Regions from separate parts of the Pan troglodytes genome. Here region 2 is linked to region 1. The links are chromatin contacts, called in public Hi-C maps. All regions are on one chromosome and are shown on one strand. Each heading gives the region's core, a stretch centred on a gene start, on an enhancer-like site or on the middle of the called end of the contact. The rest is flanking DNA. Distances are from core to core; before and after follow the strand shown. Region 1 holds the start of LOC134809509. Region 2 has its middle 250 kb from the start of FAM43A.

What was found. Hi-C and Micro-C count contacts between places; a contact is called where the count stands out from the background.
Region 2: a Hi-C map of stem cell-derived neural progenitor cells shows a contact between it and region 1, with 2.4 times the contacts expected there. The contact joins the enhancer-like site here to the promoter of LOC134809509 in region 1. A contact is called at or near these places in 1 of 7 Hi-C or Micro-C datasets (stem cell-derived neural progenitor cells) and 1 of 1 datasets of contacts at active chromatin or transcription factors (stem cell-derived excitatory neurons).

Annotation. Positions count from the first base shown.
Region 1 is chr2:197,867,029-197,872,602 of NHGRI_mPanTro3-v2.0_pri, reverse strand. It overlaps LOC134809509, which reads left to right and starts at 3,441. Exons shown (of 3, transcript XM_063806429.1): 1 at 3,441-4,035; 2 at 4,477-4,557. The coding sequence starts at 3,504. It overlaps FAM43A (family with sequence similarity 43 member A), which reads right to left and starts at 3,379. Exons shown (of 1, transcript XM_516959.8): 1 at 846-3,379. The coding sequence starts at 3,062. The coding sequence ends at 1,788.
Region 2 is chr2:198,114,919-198,120,492 of NHGRI_mPanTro3-v2.0_pri, reverse strand. No RefSeq gene overlaps it. Among named protein-coding and RNA genes, the nearest start is that of FAM43A, 250 kb to the right of the region's middle. Within about 2 kb of position 2,747, at least 3 of the 24 cell types and tissues checked have an H3K27ac peak or open chromatin away from gene starts, as enhancers often do. A contact at or near this core is called in stem cell-derived neural progenitor cells, where this site is marked.

The sequences.
Region 1 (5,574 bases), core at 2,192-4,691:
CACAGGAAGAGAGGCCTCAAGGGGCAAAAGGAAAATATAATTTGCAGAAGGCACAGTTTTGGCAGCATCTTATTACAACTTCCAGCTGATCGGGTGTAGCCAAACTAGAGACATCTGTTTGGAGTTTACAACAGAAACAAACACACAGAAAGCATGAAAGCGCTGAAACATGCACACCCATACCGCGCTCTAACAGCTCCTCTCCCCCTCGACCTTCGCGCCATCCCCCAACTGGGTCACACTGGGTTGTAGAAGGGAAGGAAATGGGCTCTGCAGCCTGCCCAGCCACCCACCCACCTGCACCGTGACTCACTCACACCAGGATCGGAACTTGTCAACTTTTCTCTCTCCTTGGTTTTCCTCCCAGCAAAAACAGAGATGGCCCCACTCCTCAGAGAACTCCTCTTTGGGTTTCTAGTTCATCTTTAAAGCTCCCTGAGCTGTTTGTAAAGGAAAAGATAAGGTAGTCTCCTTACGCTTGATTATTAGCATGGCCCACAGAAGGAGGTAGTAAAATCTCAGCAGATCTGGAAGTCACTCCTCCATAAATAACCTCACAGGTCTGGGAGTGCGATACGGAACTCACCGTGGCCTCTCCAAAAGACCAGAAAAAGATCACACAACTTAATTAGTGAAAAATACAGGATAATACAAGAAAAGGCTGGTCCCAGACACAGCACCCAGAGTTGTGGAGGTCCAGGAAGGCCCCAGATGGCGCATAAAGTGGACCTTCCTTCCCTAATTCTCTCCAAGCACAGGAAAGGCCAAAGACTGTCTTATGACACCATCCCAGGGTGGGACACAGCCTCTCCCACCCCAACGCAGCAGTTCCAGACGCTCACCTGTTCTGTTAAATTTTCCTCTTTATTCTCTCCCCACTGGCGTGCAAACAGAACCAGAACAGTGCTACTTTTAAAAAATAACAAAATGTTTTATACACATTTCTGTATATACAACTGAACAACATTTTCCATGTTTCTTTTGCACAGCAAAAGATATAAACATTCAGCTCTGAGAACACAGTTATGTACAGAAAAAAGTCAAAAATACTTCACAACAGTGCAAAAATATTTTACACAGTATCATGGAGTGCGATCTTTTGAGCAAGAGGAAGGGTGTGTGTGTTTCTAAAGGAAAACTCCTTTTTAAGATATTGGATGTCTTTAACTGTAAACAAAATGCAACTCTCTTTCATCTCCCCCCACCCCCCAAACAGTTATTTGAAGAATTTGGCAACATTTCAGGGGTGTGAGTCTGAGGTAAACAGCCAGAATTCTTGCACCAAAAAGAACCAAGGGCTAAAGGGTTGCATTAAAGCCTCAAACACCTTGAGAGCACATTTTTTTTTTTTTTTTTTAATGAGATGTCAGTGACAGCGCAGGGCCGCTCCCAGGGGGTGGGAGGAGGAAGTGAACCCCTCCTCCTCAGGCCCCAGCTGCCCCACAAACAGGAAACTGGCCAGGCACCTACGGCCTGAGACTAGGAACTTCAGCCAACCTTCCCTCACCCGCATCCCAGAGGGGTGCCTCTCTCTCCCTCCTGGCGGGGTTTTCCCCTCTCAAATCTCCCCGCATCCCCACGCGCAACAGAGCCAAAAGTGCTGGGGCGGGAGCGGGGGCCGGGAGGTAGGGGGAAGCGGTCGGGGGAACGCTGGACCTGGGCTCCAAGTGTAGGTCTGGGCCCCAAATGCCCCATTTCCCCCTTCCTGGGGGCGGGCAAGGGACAGGGAGGTTGTCGGGACCACGGATGGGTAGCCACGGTGGAGCGCCGGCGACGCGCGGAGGAGCTCAGCCCGAGTGGGGCTCGTCTGCACTGGCGCCGTCGGCCTGGCCGGACGAGTCCCCGGCGGTGGCGGAGGTGGCGTCAGGGCCCCCGCCCTCGATGGAGCTCTCGCTGCCCGTGCTGTCGCCCGACAGCAGGCGCGTCACCCGCAAGTCGGCCTGCAGGGTGCGCACGTCGTTGCCGAAGCTGAGCTCGCCCAGGTCGCTAATAAGTTGCGACAGCTCAGCCTTCATGTCGGAGGCGCTGCCCAGCAGCAGAGGCGGAGGCCCGGCCCCCGGGCCCAGGGAGCCCCCGCCGCCTCCTAGCGCCTCCCCACGGCCATTCTCCAGAGTATCCAACAAGTCCCCGCACTCAAAGTGCATGGCGACCACTAGCGCACGCTGCGCCTCGGCGGCCTCCTCCTCTGCTGGATCTCCCTCTGCCGCACGGTTCTCCTCCTCCTCCGGGCAGCCCTCGGGTTGCTCCTCTTCCTCTTCCTCCTGCAGCTCCTGCTCCTGCTGTTCGCCGAGCAGGTCCTCGGTGATGGAGCCGAGCTTGGGCGCGCTGCGGCTGCGCTCCACCGGCGGTTTATAGCAGCAGGGTCCGTGTAGGAGCAGCTTGCGCAGCGGCACTAGCGGGATGGTGTGTGCGCCCACCAGCTCCTGCTGCTGGTGACGCGCGTCGTCCCGCCGCTTGAGGCGTTTAAATTCCGCCAGCGCGTTGGCCGACGTCTGGTAGAGCAGCAGGGCCATGGCCTGCGCCTTTTCGGGCTTGGACACCAGCACGGCGTGGCAGCGCAGCATCACGGCCTTGTGCTTCAGCTCGTGCCGGTACACCCAGGCGAAGACCTTGGGCAGCCGCGCGTCGGCCACGCAGTAGGTGACGCGGTGCAGCAGGTAGAGGTGGCCCGGGCGGCGCAGCGCGCGCTCCTCGGCGTGCACCATGCGGATACCCTGCGCACTCACCGTCAGCTTCATCTTGGTGCCCTGACGGCCCGCCTCGCTCTTGCTCCAGATCTTGCCCACAGCAAGGTCGGTGCAGCCGTCGCCGCGCGCCTGGATGGTGGTGGCATTGCCCAGGTAGAGCACGGTGTAAGTTGGGTCCTCGCTAGTGATGTGCAGCTTCTTGCGCTTGGAGCGGAACATGCTGCCCACCCGGCTAAGCGCGCCTTCGGGGCACGCCCGCGCCAGCGAGCTCAGCGCCGAGTAGTGCAGGCTCACAGCGTAGCCCTTGGGCTTGGACGCCTGCCGCGGCGGCGCCTCGGCCAGCAGCTCGAACTTGTGCTTCTTCCACGGCAGCATCTCCGGAGGGCGCCCCGGCGCAGCTGGGCGGCGGCGGCGGCGGAGCGCCGGGTGCGAGGCCCGCTGAGCCACCGGCCCCTGCCGGGCTCGGCCCGGGCAAGATCGAAAAATAAAACTACTGGCAGCGGCCCAGTGGTAGGGAGTTGGGGGGAGGGGAGCAGAGAGAGTGCTTAGGAACCCCGCAGGGGGTGGGGGTAAATTTTCTAAAAAAGAAAATATTCAGCTTCGAGTGTGCAAAAAAGGTTGGTGCGGGGGAGACACGCGCGCACACAGAATTACCCCAGCCTGGGCAAGGGCGAGAGCAAAGAGTCTCAGGCAAGCAACAAAATGCAAGGGAGAGAGAACGAGCGTGGAGTGGAAAATGTCAGGAAAAAAGCTAGAAGCGCGCGTGCAAATAAATAAAGAGAGCCCCAGCAACAGCACCCGGGATGGTGCGAGAATATGCAGGAACTCCTCGGCGAACGTGAGGTGGGTCCCCTAACACACACAACCCTCAGGACTGGGGCCAAAACCCGCGGAAACTCCACAGCGAGTGTGCCCAGGGGCCGGTGCTCCCCACCTCCGAGGGGTGCTGGAGACGGAAAGCCCCTCGGCTGGGCTGGTCTCAAGAGTCAGCAGCTCGCCCAAAGTGCGGTCGGATGCTGGGTCCGGCTGGCCGCGGCGGGCCCCGCGCAGCAGTCCCGCGGGGACTCACTGCATCTTCGCTCCGCCGGACGCCGGGGACTCGCGCTCGGCCCGCTCAGTGTCCGGGCTGGCCTGGCCGAGACAGCGCTGGGCTCCGAGGACAGGGGACGGGCATGGCCGGGTCCGGGAACCGCCGCTACCTCATTTCTTCCCTCCGAGGCGGTGTCCAGCTCCGCTCCCGGGCTCTCCACGGTCTGCTGCCCGCCTTTGCAGCGCGCCCTCTCCGGTGCTGCGAGCGGCGTCCGGCTCGCCTGCCTCACATCCTTGCCGTCCGGGAAGAAGATCTCGGGTAAATATAGGCCGGCGCGAACCATTCGCCGCGCGGGGACAGGGGAGAAGCAGAGAAGAGGATCTGTTTTGGGCTCCGACTCCGGGCGGATTCCTGGTTTCTTAAAGGGACCGCGTGACAGCCATTGGTCGAGGGAGCGGGGAGACCGGTCCAATCCGCCAATTACATCCCAAATTTACCAGCATCTCTTTTGTCTATGGAAATCACTGGGACCTGGGGTTACCCCGCAGCAAAAAGACTTGAATCCTGACACTCCACCCCCCAGGCTGAATTGCCACTCACTGAATACATGTATGTCTAGATCGAAACTTCTGAGGTAGGTGGCAGAAGATGAGATTACAGATTATAATTTCCTGTACAAAAAGTTTGGGAAAATAGTGGTTTCTTCCTTGTGTGACGGCTTTCTGAGAATGACTGGGTGCTGTTTAATATTATTTTCAGAATTGTATTCCATTAAAGAAAAGAGAGATGCACAGAAAACACCAAGGCTTATCTCTCACTATCTTGAGCTCGTATTCACAGGTAAGCAGCAGACAGTGTAAAGTGAGGTGAGTGGTAACATGATTGGGGTGACTACTGTAGAATACCGTCAATGAATAAGGCGCTTCCCCGTCCGAACCCCAGCAAGACCCCCTCCTGCTGTCAGGCCTCAGGGTAGAGCAGTTTTCTGAGATACACACAATTTCTAATGCTCGTGTGTAGTTAGGACTTAGTTTACTTTGGCAAGCCGGTCATGCGGTTTCATTCTATCATTGACATATTTTGGATGAGAATTCCTAGTAAAAATTCAAATGACGTTTTTTATTTAAGTGACAAATAATGCCAGGCCACCCTCCAATGGGAGTGATAATTGCATCAGTATTGCTTTTATCATGTGCCAACTGGACAGTGTAGTTGTCTTCTGACCGGCTTGACCCTTAGCCAGTAACTCATTTCTGGGCCCTTGAAACAGCCTGCTTGCCTCTATGGTATGGTCAGTCAAAGCAAAAAGACGTATGGCTGGAGTGGGATCAATGTCCGAATGATCCTGCATCAAACTCCCAGCCTGGTCCTGGAGGAGGACAGTGATCCCTTCCCACCATCCCAGTCCCCTGGGGATCTTTGATGTCTCTGGCTTCCACGCCAGGTCTTCATGCCAGACTCACTGCAACCATGCCTGGAAATTCCCTTGGGATATTCCAACAAAATAAAACTGACCCCTGCCCACCCTCTACCTTTGCCAACTTTTAACCTTCCTTTGAAATCTAACTCAATTTTCTCAGAGTCGTTGATGCTGAGTTTCCATTTAAGTTACTTTTCTGACTACCTTTTGGTGCCAGGCCCTGAGCTAGGAGCAGACGGGATTCCTGCCTCCTAGTCCAATGAAGGTTGTAAACTCTACCCAACTCTGGGTTTCCACTGGACTGTGGGTTCTCTGCAACTACCCTGTATCCCCAATATGGTACAAATAGGCACTCAGTAACTAGAATTAATGAGCAAGATATGCATGTGGACGAGAAGACAGAGTGGGCTAAATGCTGTGAGAAAGACTCAAAGCAC
Region 2 (5,574 bases), core at 1,498-3,997, 250 kb before region 1:
CCTCTTCCCTGTGGCGGCCAAACTGCCGTGTATTTCAGGCTGTTCTTGTGCCCAAGAGAGTTTTCTGCCCCCTCCCCACCACCCACCCAACAGAAGACCTCTAATCAGCTGGATCCAGCCAGCGTGGTCTCTGCCCCTCCTCAGAGGTTGAAGTTTTTATCTTTACTCCTTCTCCTACTTACAGTGAGTGTTCTTGGGACAGCAAGCTTTGCCCTTTCCCTATTGGCTTAAGGCCTCAGGGGAGAAGATCCTGGACAAGGCTTTATGCTTTTGCCTGCAGCATCAGTGCTCCTATCTGCAGGACTGCACCTCTCAGGGTGGCTTTCTCCTGTTCTCTCTCCTGTCCAATCTTTCTTGAGAGCACGGGGTGGAGGTTTCTGGAGAAGTCTGTATGTGAGAGCCCCTCTTGTGTCTGCAGTCTCAGAGTCTGCAACCCCCTGCCAGCCCACACTTCATATTTAGTGATTCTTTAAGGTTCAGGTAGAACTTTAAAGAATCTTCTGGAATGTAGAGCTGTGGCTACAAAGCAGCTTTAGTTTCTCTGTTAGGGACTGTTTTTCCCAGCCTCCCTTGCAGCTAGGTGAAAGACTAGTTTTCACAAATAAGATAATAATAGAACTGGTGTCTTTCACTAATATGTTGTGATGATTAAGAAGTGTGCCTTTTCTGTGGCCTCTTTTGTGATTCACCAGCTGAATGAGAGGACTCTGAGGTCCTAGCAGAGGGAAGAATTCAAGACAGACAAAGCCAATCACAGAAGGCTGCCCAGAAATGTCTGCCTTGGACTCTGCCATGATGGGAAATAAATGTCTATTGTGTTAGGCCACTGAAATTTTGAAGTTTTTATCACAGGAGTTAGACTACCCTGACTCACTGAAAGACCGGTTGGCAAAGAAACATCAGTCTTTGATAATGTTAGCCATCTCTGCCACAGTCTTGGAGAGATTGGGTAGACAAGGATGTTGATCACTTGGTTCCAGAAAGGATTAAGTCTTGAAAAGACCCCATGGAATACTTTACAACCATCCTCAGCGAGGGGATATTTGGAGTGTGCCCTTGGGTGATTTAGAGTGTGAGGTGGGGGAGACTTGAGGTGTGAGCAAGAGGATATTGGAGCTGTGAGCTAGGGAGATTTGGGAGTGTGAGCTGACCGTTTCCTACACTTAGGCAGGGGCATAGGCTGAGGCTTATTTTGCCATATTAAATGCAAATTCTTCCATCTACCTCTTAAGGGTCTTCATAATCTTGCCCCAACATACTTTCCTAGCCTTCCTGTGCTGTTCCTCTGCTTGTCCCCCAGGCTGGGGGTACATAGTGTCCTATCACCCTCCTTGAGAGCAGATCAGTTTCCATTCACTCACTTCCTCATCCATTCATTTACTACAGAGGAGCACAAAAATGAATCCATTAAGGCCCTACCCTCAGAAGTTCCAGTGCTTATGTGTAATGACCTTTTCAGAATGTGCCTTTGCTGGGAACTTGAAATGCTGATACCAGAAGGCCTCCTTCCTTGGGGAAATATCCCTTTACTGCCCTGCCTTTCTCTGAGTCAATACTTACTGCAGACACTCTAGGCTGGTTCTGCTGTCTACACAACACAAGAGTCCCTTCCACAGATTTCCCGGCAACAGTCACCTGGGGTACACTAGAGGTAGGCCAAGGTCAGGGGGTTCACTGCTTCCTGGGGCATCCAGCTAAAATGTTCTTCCTTGTATGGAACTAAATCCTGTTTCCCTTTTGTTCCTACTTTGGCCCTCTGGGGTTAAGGTACAAATCTGCCTCATTGTCCCCAAGGGAGATCTTCAGAGATTCATCGGGTCTTTTCTTTAGAAAGACGTCCAATAGACACCACTGTCTTGCTCTGAGACCCTGCTCACCTTGGTTTTATTGAGTTCATCACAGAGGTCCTCCAGGTCACGCTCCCCATTCCTGGCATCCTCACTTGCATCTGTGTGGACTCTGCTTCTCAGGTCACTGACCACATGCCAAGGAATGGCAAAGCGCTAAGTTAAAACACGGTCTGCTTTGACGTGCTCCAGCCAACACTGTGTAGGAGGAAACTGGGAAGGCTGTCCTGGTAGACAGGCACTTTGTCCTCTCACTCTGGAAAACTTTAAGGAAGATCTTGCATACATTTGGGCATATTCAGAGATGGGCTTGTAAAAGGTTAAACTGAGTTTTTTAGAAGTTATCAATTTGCTTTTCTCCCTTTGGACATTCTCCAAATGACACTCTTTTTGGAAAAAAATTTAAATAGTCTGAAACTCCATGAACTACACTTTAAAGCTGTAGTGGGCAGTAAAAATGTGGCATCTGTTTAACTGATTGCAATTTCTACTGGAAGGATCTGTGAGCAGCATTTTTAAAAGCTTTTTCTTTGCCTTTGGTTTCTCTTTGTGTCCCATTTGAGTAATTTCCTCTGACATCCTTCTGTCCCTGGGCCTAGAAGCCTGGTAAATAAGCTGGCCCCAGAGAGATCCAGGAGCCAGCAATATCCTGGAAACCTTAGGCCACGAGGTTAAGCACAAAACCGCTCTCTTTCCAGGAAGGAATGATTGAATCAGAGTAACGACCTTGGCTTTCAATTAGTCCTTGCCCGCTTTTCCCACTGTTTTCCTCTCTGCTGCCTGCCCACCATGCCCCAAGCTGTGGAGGAGCTGGACCTGCTCCAGCTCTCCTGACCCTGGGACGCTGCACAAGTGTATCCTGTCATTGGTGTGTGCCTCAGGACTTCATGGGCCTACAAAGCTGAGCTGAGTCAAGCTTCCTCCCCAACTCCGAGAAGAATGCCTGTCAGGAAGCTCAAATATTTAGAGAATGTGAAATACAGGATTTTAATGGAAGCATTTTTCACCTCCTCTAGAAAGAGGCTATAGAGTTAGTGGTTGGTCTGTCTGCAAATTATTCTTACTCACCCTAGTGTGCCTTCCTGATTTCAACACAACAAGCTCTTGGTGCTTTTGTCTACCACAAAGAGATTTTGGCTGCAGTGATTCTCTCCACAGGTGCAGTCCAGTGGCTGTTGAAATGCAGGCACGGCTGTTAGTAAAGGGACCTGCCTCTGGATGTTCTTCTGCAATTATGGTGCCAGCCATGCTACAGGAAGACGTCAGGCAGGATGTCAAAACGTATTTCTAGATACTGTGCCTGGACTTGAGACCATGATGTTAGCAGCAGGACAGGAGAAACTCTAGTGCCTCTTTTGCTACTTGGCTCCAACACAAGTGGATAAAGTTTTCAATAATATTTTACTTTAAATTGCCATCCTTTCCATGGGAAGTGCCAAACCCTCTCCAGTCAATGCAATAGAGATGTTGCCAAAAGTAAAATTATACAATTTTTGCTTTGTCTGGTATGGGCTGTTGGATGAGTTCTCTTCTTTGCTGAAATAGATACATATTTATACATATCATAATGAAGATGCTTGAGGCTGGGTGCACTGGCTCACACATGTATTTCCAGCACTTTGAAAGGCCGAGATGAGAGGATCTCTTGAGCCCAGGAGTTCAAGACCAGCTTGGGCAACACAGTGAGGCCCTGTCTCTACAAAAAAATTAAAAAATTATCTGGGTGTGGTGGCACACGGTCATAGTCCCGGCTACTCCTCAGGCTGAGATGGGAGGATTGTTTGGGCCTGGGAGGCGAAGACCTGGGTGAAAGAGTGAGACTCTGTCTCAAAAGAAAAAAAAAATGCTCAAATTAAACATTAAAATAATGAAGTTGAGAGCATAATTCACATCTCTGGGCTATTGAGCTCCAACTACTTCACTGCTTTGGAATTAAAAAAAAAAATCCTTGTGTAGCAGTATTGGCTTTTCCAAATGAAATTGGGCTATACAAACATACTTTGAGATTGTGTGATTTCACTTAAAATATGTGTCCTGGCTCAGAGACCTCATACAAAATCCAGTACGTTCAGAGAAACATAATCCTTACTCTTGGATCACTTTAGAAAAAAAGAGTTCAGCCTTATGTGAAGCCAGAACAAAAACTTTTTTACAGCCAAAGCCTTCCGTGTGGTGTTTGAGCCCGACTATTACTTCGTTGAGTGGGAATAATGGCAGGGGACGGGAGAAGCCACGTGACTAAAGCAAAGTTCACGGTGTGACCGCTAGGGGATGGATCTGAAAAGTTCACGGTGTGACCGCTAGGGGATGGATCTGAAAAGTTCACGGTGTGACCGCTAGTGGATGGATCTGAGTCACACGGCACCAAAGTATCTTCACAGCAATGACTCTGTACTGGCCTGCAGCAACCTCAATTCTTGCCTCCCTGGAAGAAAAAATTTGACTAAGGGACATAAGACAGAATGAGAGACCAAGGCAAGTTTTAGAGCAGAAGTGAAAGTGCATTCAACAGCTTTGGAGCAGGAATGAAAGGAAGTACAGTACACTTGGAAGAGCTCCAGGAGGGTGACTTGAGAGATCAAGTGCACAGTTTGACCTTTGACTCGGGGTTTTATATGTTGGCACACTTCCGGGTGGTCGCAACCCATCTCCCCTGATGCTTCCCTTGGGGTGGGCTGCCCACAAACATAGTGGCTTGCCAGCACTTGGGAAGGCCGCATGCGCAGTGTTTACTGAGGTCGTGCGCATGCTCACTTGAGGCGTTTTTCCCTTACCAGTCCAGCATTCCTAGAGGAAGGTCATATACCAGTTAAACTCTGCCATTGTTCCTCTTAGTGCGCATGCTTGAGCTCAGTTGCCAAGCCCCTGTGATCTCACTGGGAAGCTGCTGATCGCCAGTTTCAGATGTTTCTATCGATTGGAAGACTGCCTTTCCCTAGTGCTGGCTGCAACCAATTATTATTAATATTTTAAAGAGACAGTTAACAATCGCCAGACCATCACCCGATGGTCGCCTGACATTCCTGGTCGGGGGTGGGGGGCCCTTTCCTGCCCTGCTCATGTCTGACTACCTACAGTAACAAAGGTCCTTTGAGACTCATCCCCCTGCCTCATTCCCTGACTCCCCATCAGCACTTGCTGCTGCCTTTCCACTTGGGAGGAAGGAGTGTGGAGAGACTGAGTAGGCGGGGACAAGTGGGCAGTGAGAATTTGAACATATCTCCTTCAGTGTGGGGTGTATGATTTGCAGATGAGGAATAGATTGATAACATTTCTTTGACTTTGAAAATGCCTTTGACCCTTGCAACACAAAACTTGCTTTACTAGCTTGGAAGACACATATGACTACATCTGTTTGTAATGTTCAGACTAATCACTTTAACCACCCCCACAGCCAAACTCACAGGAAGTTTGTCCCTCTTGAGATAGTCCACCTTGTTTATCTGAGAATTCTTGTGCTCTCTCAGTCTGAAGGGACTTGTTGTGGGCTGAAGAAGGGAAGAACCAAGGCTCCCCCTCAGTCTTTCTCATTAACTGATTGGGTTGGGGAATCTACACTTAGGGAGGGCTAAGTTTCTTTTGTTCTCTGACTCCACATCCAAATGCTGCTAGTGGTCCATGGGGAGCTTTGGAGGAGGGTCTACTTGGACTTCTTTTCTGCCAGATCGTCCCAGACTCAATCATCTCAGCCCATCAGAGATCTTCTAATAGTGGGAATCTTCAAAAG